Linked DNA regions of Zea mays: regions 1 and 2 are each linked to region 3. Evidence: chromatin contacts called from public Hi-C data. All regions are on one chromosome and are shown on one strand. Each heading gives the region's core, a stretch centred on a gene start, on an enhancer-like site or on the middle of the called end of the contact. The rest is flanking DNA. Distances are from core to core; before and after follow the strand shown.

What was found. Hi-C and Micro-C count contacts between places; a contact is called where the count stands out from the background.
Region 1: a contact with region 3 is called in a Hi-C map of leaf, with 5 times the contacts expected there. The contact joins the promoter of LOC100283762 here to the promoter of LOC100194152 in region 3. A contact is called at or near these places in 2 of 25 Hi-C or Micro-C datasets (ear and leaf).
Region 2: a Hi-C map of ear shows a contact between it and region 3, with 2.3 times the contacts expected there. The contact joins the promoter of LOC100274298 here to the promoter of LOC100194152 in region 3. A contact is called at or near these places in 4 of 25 Hi-C or Micro-C datasets (ear, leaf and tassel).

What each region holds. Positions count from the first base shown.
Region 1 is chr5:20,052,452-20,055,151 of Zm-B73-REFERENCE-NAM-5.0, forward strand. LOC100283762 (60S ribosomal protein L24) reads left to right here and starts at 1,273. Exons shown (of 6, transcript NM_001156661.1): 1 at 1,273-1,663; 2 at 2,311-2,352; 3 at 2,515-2,590; 4 at 2,677-2,700. The coding sequence starts at 2,342.
Region 2 is chr5:19,692,010-19,694,759 of Zm-B73-REFERENCE-NAM-5.0, forward strand. It overlaps LOC100274298 (UDP-arabinopyranose mutase 3), which reads left to right and starts at 1,261. Exons shown (of 4, transcript NM_001148662.1): 1 at 1,261-1,715; 2 at 2,681-2,750. The coding sequence starts at 1,374.
Region 3 is chr5:19,923,666-19,926,395 of Zm-B73-REFERENCE-NAM-5.0, forward strand. LOC100194152 reads right to left here and starts at 1,307. Exons shown (of 8, transcript NM_001358906.1): 1 at 1,108-1,307; 2 at 414-558; 3 at 190-312; 4 at 45-88. The coding sequence starts at 1,166.

The DNA.
Region 1 (2,700 bases), core at 23-2,522, 130 kb after region 3:
GTGTAGAAACATACCTTCTCTTTGATTTGCACTTCTCTCTTCAATTAGCACATAAGACATTATTTAAATGTGTTGAGCACTTAATCACCAAAACATAATAGAAATTGCCCAAGGGCACATTTCCCTTTCACACACATCACAACATCCTTTTTTCACAGCTTAGAGCCCACGAAAACTTTTTTCACGGTCACCGTCCAACCAAAAAGACCCTAAACAGCTAAATACGGAAACTAAAACTTTACTTCAGTTTCGGTATTTGGTAATTTAGGAATTAAAATGAAACAAAATGGATGATATATTTTTTCTAGAGCTAAATATACTTCTTTTGTAAATTTTCTATATGTTTGGATATTTTCTAAAGCTAAATCTATTTCTTGAAAACTTATGAGATGTTTTCATGAGTTCTAAATATTTTATTGAATAAAATACACGCGGTTTATCCTCCCTGCCCCTAAACTCCTAAAGTGCATGTCTAGGTCTGTAAACTCGTGAAGTCGTATCGTCTCGGCCTCTAAACTTTCAACATTCTAAACCCATGTAGTTGTATCGTCTCGGTTCCTAAACTTTCAACATACACATTCTGGTCTCTATACTTCTATGGTTGTGTCAGCTAAGTCCATAAAATTCTTTTTAGTGTTATCACATGTTCAAATAGTTTTGACCCACTCTACGTGCATTTTCGGAGTTTTAGGGATCCAGATGATACAACCATAGAAGTACATGGATCAGAATGTGGATGTTGAAAGTTTAGGAACCTAAACTATACAACTTCATAAGTTTAGGGATCTATATATGCACTTTGAAAGTTTTGTGACCATAATGATACACTACTAAAAGTTTAGGGACTACCAGTGTATTTTACTCTATTTTATTTTAGCTAGGATTATCTCAATTTATCTCTTAATTTTTTTTAATTTTTTTGAATCTATAATTTTTTTGCGGGTTAAAATTACGAGGATGATAATTTAAATATTTTTTGAGTTTTGGACAATAGTTCATGAAGGTAGAATGACTTATTCCTATTGTAAAAAAAATCATGGGTTAATTGTTATGCATAAAGCCCACGATGGGATTTTAGGCCCAAAAGCGGCCACTTCGCAGCTTATCCGAACCCAGTCAGCCAGCCCACGCATGAGCTATATAAGACGGCCATATAAGAAACCCTAGCGGAGCCACCAGCACACTCGTCTTTTTCCTCTACGGCCGCCACCATCGCCTCGCGGCCGCCTGCCGCTCCGCTCGAAAGGTGTGGCAACCGTCGAAATTTTCTTCACTTCGTTTCTGCCTTTGACCAGCTCTTGCGCTCGGCTTATCTCGTGCGGTTGTTGCTAGAACCGTCCCTAATTCCATTCCCGTGATCTGGTTTAGTCATTTCATGGTTTTATTTGTTGCATCTGTGGTGAATCTGTGGTCACTTAGATCAACATAGGAAGATGTACGCCCAGTTGAGTTTTGAGTTGGCTGTTGGTGTTTCCCTAACTAGGGATTGAGGGTCTGAAGCTCTATACCTGTTGCAATCGCGTAGTTGTGCGTGCTAGATGTATCAGAGAATCCCTTTGAGTAGAAAGCACACGCACACAGCTGCCACGGTATTGGCATTCGTAGGTATCTGTTTCACTGATGTGCTACATGCACGAGGATAGCACCTGATATTTGTGCGCTTGTAAGTTTACTTGGTTGCTTAATTGCTTATTTTTTAGATTTTGTACTTGCATGGTTACATTGTCATCTTTTTTATTGCACATGTTGTCATTGTCTTGCAAGCAGATAGTCATCAGGAGGTATATGTCCAGTTGACTTGAGTTGGCTATGCATGTTTTGATTTCGGTGTCAAGGCACATGTACTGTGGTGATATAGCTGTTTCAATAGCGTAGTTGCCAAACTTTTTGTGTGTGCTATATGGACCAGGGAACCCGCTTTGCAGCAGATATTTGTTCTGTGTTTCTGCTGCCAGTAGTCACCCGACAGTTAAATCCTTTTGAGTTCTGAATTCTATTGGCCCTTTAGGTGTTTGTGGCATGCTTTCGAATTGGAAGCCCATGCACTTTGTTGCAATGCCTTTGGTATTGCATAGATTCCTATTTCATTGATGTGCAAGATGCACCAGTATATAACCCTTGCAGCAAGAATTTATTTTTGGCTGTGTTTCTGCTGCCTGTCAAATCCTGGTTTTTGTGTGGATGCAAACTTGCCATGTTGATTAATACATTGTTACTGATTTTCCAGGTTTTGTATTTGCATAGCTGCATTGTCAAATGTACATATGAATTCTTCTGATTTTCTTTATTTGGTTTGTGTGAATTACACAGTTTTTAGTGAAGATTTTTTGAAGCCGAGAAGATGGTGCTGAAGTAAGTTTCTATTTCTTTTCTTTCATTTAAATATGTTAAAATATCTGGCTAGACCATGCCTTTTTTTCTCGGCATGACTAGCATATTTTCTGTGATTGGTTAATGTTATTAGAAACAGTTACACATCTTGAAATTATTCTAAGTACGATCATCTCCTTGCAGGACGGAACTCTGCCGCTTCAGTGGCCAGAAGATCTATCCTGGGAAAGGCATCCGGTTTATTCGTGCTGATTCTCAGGTTACTTGCTGTTACATTTTTTGTAATAGGTTTGTAAGCTTTATATAGCATGATCTTATGGCAAGGAAATACATCTGTTTTTGTAGGTTTTCCTTTTTGCCAACTCGAAA
Region 2 (2,750 bases), core at 11-2,510, 230 kb before region 3:
TGTCCGCCTCTTCCCTTCCCTTCCTGCTCTACGAACCCATGGAAGTGGGGGAAGCGAGGGACGGGGCTCCCTGATTTGCTACCTATGGTACCCGTTTGATGGCTCGACATCGCCTGTCTACATGGACTTTCTATTACCACAGTGTCGACTCGGTATACTTCTACCACTTCTATGTAGCTGTCACCCATCCTTCTGTCATTGCAATTTTTTTGTGTTGTTTCTCTGTTGTTTTGGGTGTTAGTTTTTTGTTGTGCTAAGAATTGAACATAATTTGGGTGTGTTAATACTTTATTTATTGTCTGCACATGGTTTGTGTTCTTATGATGATGGCTCATGGATCCTGCAAAATATGTGTTACGATTTGGAGATCCATGCAGTCACTACCACAGAGTGCTCGTCCCTTGTATTCTTGTCTCTTACATGAGTCGTTTCTGAGACCATATTGGTGTAATGGACTCCATGGTGTTTGAGATTACTGAATTGGATGGAGTAGCAATGTTTTGTCACATTAATAGTAAAAGGAAAGGTTATTTATTGGTTTTAAACGTTAGTAATTGCTACGAAGTATCATAATTTATATGGAGCACATACAGTTTTTATTGATGCCTAACTTTAGCAAACACTCCATATTTTAATCTATCCTTTTTATAAGTTTGATTTCATGTGACTTATTTTAGAAACTTGAACTCGCAAATTCCTCTTTTTTGGTATATGTATGGTTGAATTATGTCATTCTATAATATCTGTTCTTTCAATCAGTCGTTGTGAACTCTTTTCTAATCGCTCTCTTCATTGATCGTATTGTACCAAGACATATTGGATGGAGTAAACAACAACATCAGTTAGTCAAATAAAAAAATTATACGGAGAGCGGAGACAATCAATAAAAAATCTTGAGATATTTTTGATAGATAATTTACGTGAATATTGTTATAAGTCGTCGCAATGCACGAGTAACCGACTAGTGTAATCTTCAAAATGCACCTCCACGCATCGACATGTCTACTCACATATCCAATCCAAGCCTCTTTTGGATACGTTAGAAAATTCAACATACAAACATATTTATGACGTAGAAAAGAAAACTCGCAAAGCTACCAGACGAAAACTAAAATGAAAAAAAAGGCAAAGCGAAGACTAGTATAGAGATTGATGGGTGGGGGCAGTCGGGCAGAGGAAAAAATTAAAAGAGGGAGGGGAGGGCCATTCGCCTCTCCTATATAACGACCACTTCCTCCCACCGCTTCTTCCCACGCCTCCCAACCTCCTCTGCTTCCGAGATCTCTCCCCACCTCCCGGTCCGCTAGCAGATAGCGGGGGCCAGAGAGATCGAGATCCGGAGGCGCTAGCGCCACCCATCAGCGTCTGCGGCAATGGCGGGCACGGTGACGGTCCCGGGGTCGTCGAAACCCTCCACGCCGCTGCTCAAGGACGAGCTCGACATCGTGATCCCGACGATCCGCAACCTCGACTTCCTCGAGATGTGGAGGCCCTTCTTCCAGCCCTACCACCTCATCATCGTGCAGGACGGCGACCCGACCAAGACCATCAAGGTCCCCGAGGGCTTCGACTACGAGCTCTACAACCGCAACGACATCAACCGCATCCTCGGGCCCAAGGCCTCCTGCATATCCTTCAAGGACTCCGCCTGCCGCTGCTTCGGCTACATGGTCTCCAAGAAGAAGTACATCTACACCATCGACGACGACTGCTTCGTATGCCTTCTTCTCTCTTTTGTCTCTCTCGTTTCGTTATTCCTCCAATACCTCCATTCCGCGTGGATCCGAACGAAAGGCGGGGTCTTGACACCCGATCTTTCATTCGTCCATTCCGCGTGGATCCGAAGGGAAGGCGGGGTCTTGACACCGGATCTGGGTCAAATTCGATCGAGTTGGCCCAGATCCGCCCGGACCAGATCTGGATCTAGCCGTGCGCGGTCAAACGCGTTGACCCGTATGAGTTTTGGGGGTAATACTCAACCATTACGGATCTCGGTCCGTAGCAGCTGGTTGTGCTCAGTAGCTCTAGTGCCGTCGTTCCGACAGGAAACAGGGGCGGCTGCCAGCTAGCTCGGGGTTGCTAGATGTCTGCCACCTCGTACTGGTAGTAGTTAGTGCCTTGTCGTTACAAGGGTCCTTTTCATTTTGGTCTGGTGTCCTTGTTTATGTGATCCCGTCGCGGATCAAAAGCTTGGCACATCCAGTTTGTCATTTACTTGTTAACCAAAACGTGCCAGAATGCTCCAATGTCATTGGATCTGGACTGCTTCAGATCAGATCCGAGCAGTGACAAACTTCTGTAATCCAGACACCGCTGTTCGTTTTTTTTTCACCTTTCACCAGTGCCAGCTATTCATAATTCACATTTTTGTTCAATTTTTACCTCCATCCTGCAAGACCCACATCACTACATTCATAATTCTGATGATGGAACTAGCAACATCGTCGTCAGTAGTAACATTGGAAGCAGTATCCAGCAGTCCGATGGATCTCTCTGATTTTTTTGTCACCTGAGCTAGCAGCACTGTATCTGTCAGAAACATTAGCATTAATATCAAGCAATGCAATCGAACTATGAATTTTACCATCTGAGCGAGCAGAAGCTGTGATCTGAACCAGCAACATCATTGCACGCATGGTGTTTTTGTCTCGTTAACCAAATGTCTTTGCCTGTCATTTAGGTTGCCAAGGACCCATCAGGCAAGGATATCAATGCTCTTGAGCAGCACATCAAGAACCTCCTCAGCCCGT
Region 3 (2,730 bases), core at 57-2,556:
ATGAAAGATGAACGCAAACCACATCTTCAAAACCATATACTTACGTCAGCCCCGACATGTCATACTCAAGCCCGAGTCCTCGAAATATCTGATACACAAGCACACACGTTAAAATAGGACAGCAGCTCTAAACACCTTCTGCGCAAAAGCGAGCAAATTCTACCCTAAGGCAAGTTCACAGGAAGAAACCTCGGCCATGCGAGAAATGACACGCTCATACTGAACAGGACCAAACTTCGCCTTGTAGAAGTCAGATTTCCTGACGCCCTCCTTAGGCGCATCAGGGTTTAGAAAGAACGGATGCCAGCGGACCTTCCAAGCAAAGCAAGCAGACAGACACAGGGTTGGCACCCGCGTAAACAAGAATTCTGAAACCGGGATCATGACGGGGATCTGAAGAGGGGGAGCGAAACCTCGAAGTCAAACTTGTCCCTGCTTTGCTCCATCGCTTTCTCGAGGTTCTTTTTGCCGACAAAGCACCAAGGGCATACTGTGTCCGAGCTCACATCGATCTGGATGAGCTTCTTGCCAGTGTCTGAAGCCATGGATTTTGCACACCTGCTATACAGTTTTCGGCAGCAAATATTCAGATTGGTCAGTGATGGGGGGGATTTATATGTTTGTTAGTCATTCCTTTGCAGATTAGTCAGTGTAGCTGAGTTAGGCTCTGTTAGGAGCATAGGGCTAATTGTTAGTCAAGTGCTCTTGTTAGTCAGGTAATTTTTAGATCAAATTAGCTCTAGCTCATCCAAACAGGAGGCTAATAAGTGAGCTAATTTGTTAGCTAAGCCTACAGTACAACTAGTTGTTAGCCAAACTAGCTGGCTGCTGGCCAACTCCACAAGAATTTACATGACACCGAGAGGCAAGGGCATATGCTCCCTTTCCAGAAAGGAAGTGTGGTCCATGTTGGTTCATGGTTCATCCACCTAAACTTAACAGTTAATCCCACGATTTGGCCAAGATGGCCGTATCCAAAACTTATTTCAACCAGTGTTACCAAGATTTTCTTTTACTAGGCAATACAACAATATATTTCCCAACCAGCTAGGATGAAATCGTTGTTCTACCCAAAAAAAAAACAACAACAACAAAAAAGAACCGAACCTGGGAGCGCCGAGTTTCGCGAGGGACGGGATGCGGACGGAGAGCAGGCGACCTGGCATACACAAGCACGGGGAGATCCTTCGTTTTCCTCCACAGCTTCAGCGCTCTTCCCTCGTCTAGTTCGTGGAAGGATGGAGAAGCAGTCGCGGTCTCGCGGAATTTGGTTGGTGGGTGGGCTCGGTTCACGCCTTCACGGTCCCGTGCTCTCAGTCTCAGCAACCTGCCAACCCACCCCTGGACCTGGTCCACGGTAGGCACGTGAGGCGCTCTGTCTTTCTCTGCCGTTCCTGTACGTCCAATCCTTCCAAGAACCTCGGGTGGTCCAGAAAAATCCGGTGGTCGATGCCCACGGACAAGCGTGTGCGCCACGAGCGAGCCCGACGAACAACGGAGCAAGGGAACAAGGCCATTTCCATCGGTCAAACAGGAGAAGGCAAGCAAAGCTCCGCCACCTTCAGCAGAATCCGCCCAAAGGCTGCACCGTAGTTCACTCCTGTTTCTCCCCAGGTGGTTGGCCCTAACTTACCACATTTTATCTAACTTTTATGTCTAAGTTTATTTATTTAATTCGAATGACTAATTAGTCCAAGTGTGACATATTTAACCATAAACCAAACAAGCCTTTAGCTTTACAGTTTTGTCCTATTTTTGTGATCTGTTAGATTTATTTCAAGTTGTGTGAACTTGGTCTTACCCTCTAAATAAGCGAAAGCCGAAATTCTGATCCATTATCTAAAAAAGTATTTTTCTTGCGCTAATCCTAATCAATTGTTGGATGATCGCCCGACTAATCTGATGAAACTGAGCTGGACATCTTTTATATTAGAGAGAAAAGAAAGTCCTACATACAAGATGAGGATCTTGCTGAGCAAGATCATCATCCACACCACACCGAAACTGAAACAAAGATTACATATGATCAAGAGAGTCTGACTCGACCGCTCCAAGGGTATCAACTAAACTATCCCTAAACAGGTAAGGTGAGGCTGTGTGCAGCGGCTCCCGTGGCCGCTCTCCCTCCCCTCCCGTAGAGGCAACAGACAGCCCCTATACGCCGCAGCGCTGCCCCCTACGGTGCCCCCACGATAGAGCGCATGTGTCCTCCTCTTCTCTCTCCCGTTGGATGCAGCGCGCACTCTTCTCCTCCCCCTTCTACTGTGCTATGGGTCCGGCTCTAATTGTTAGTAGAAGAAAAATTGATAGTAGATAAAAAGTAGTATATGAAATAATATTTTATAGTTGTAGTGGGATATATGGGGAGAAAATAGGGGAAACCGCTGCGGGGGATGAAAAAGTAGGGGGTGAAATGTTGATGATGTGACGCAAAAAGTGATATAGGGGGGAAAATTTAGAGGTAACCGTTGTGGACAGTCTGAGGAGCCCCAGCCAAGACCCAACCTTGTTTGGTCTAGGGACTACGCGGACTAGCCCTTCGCGCCACCACAAGATGAGGAAAAATTTAGAGGTAACCACTGTGGACAGTCTTCAAAATTTAGTTGAAGAAGGACGGCACATTTGAAGTGGACTAGCCCTTCGCGCCACCACATTTGAAGTTGGCAGCCTACGAGCGAGAGCTAATCACCCGAGTGCAGGCAGTCCGACACCAGCGGTTGTACCTATGGG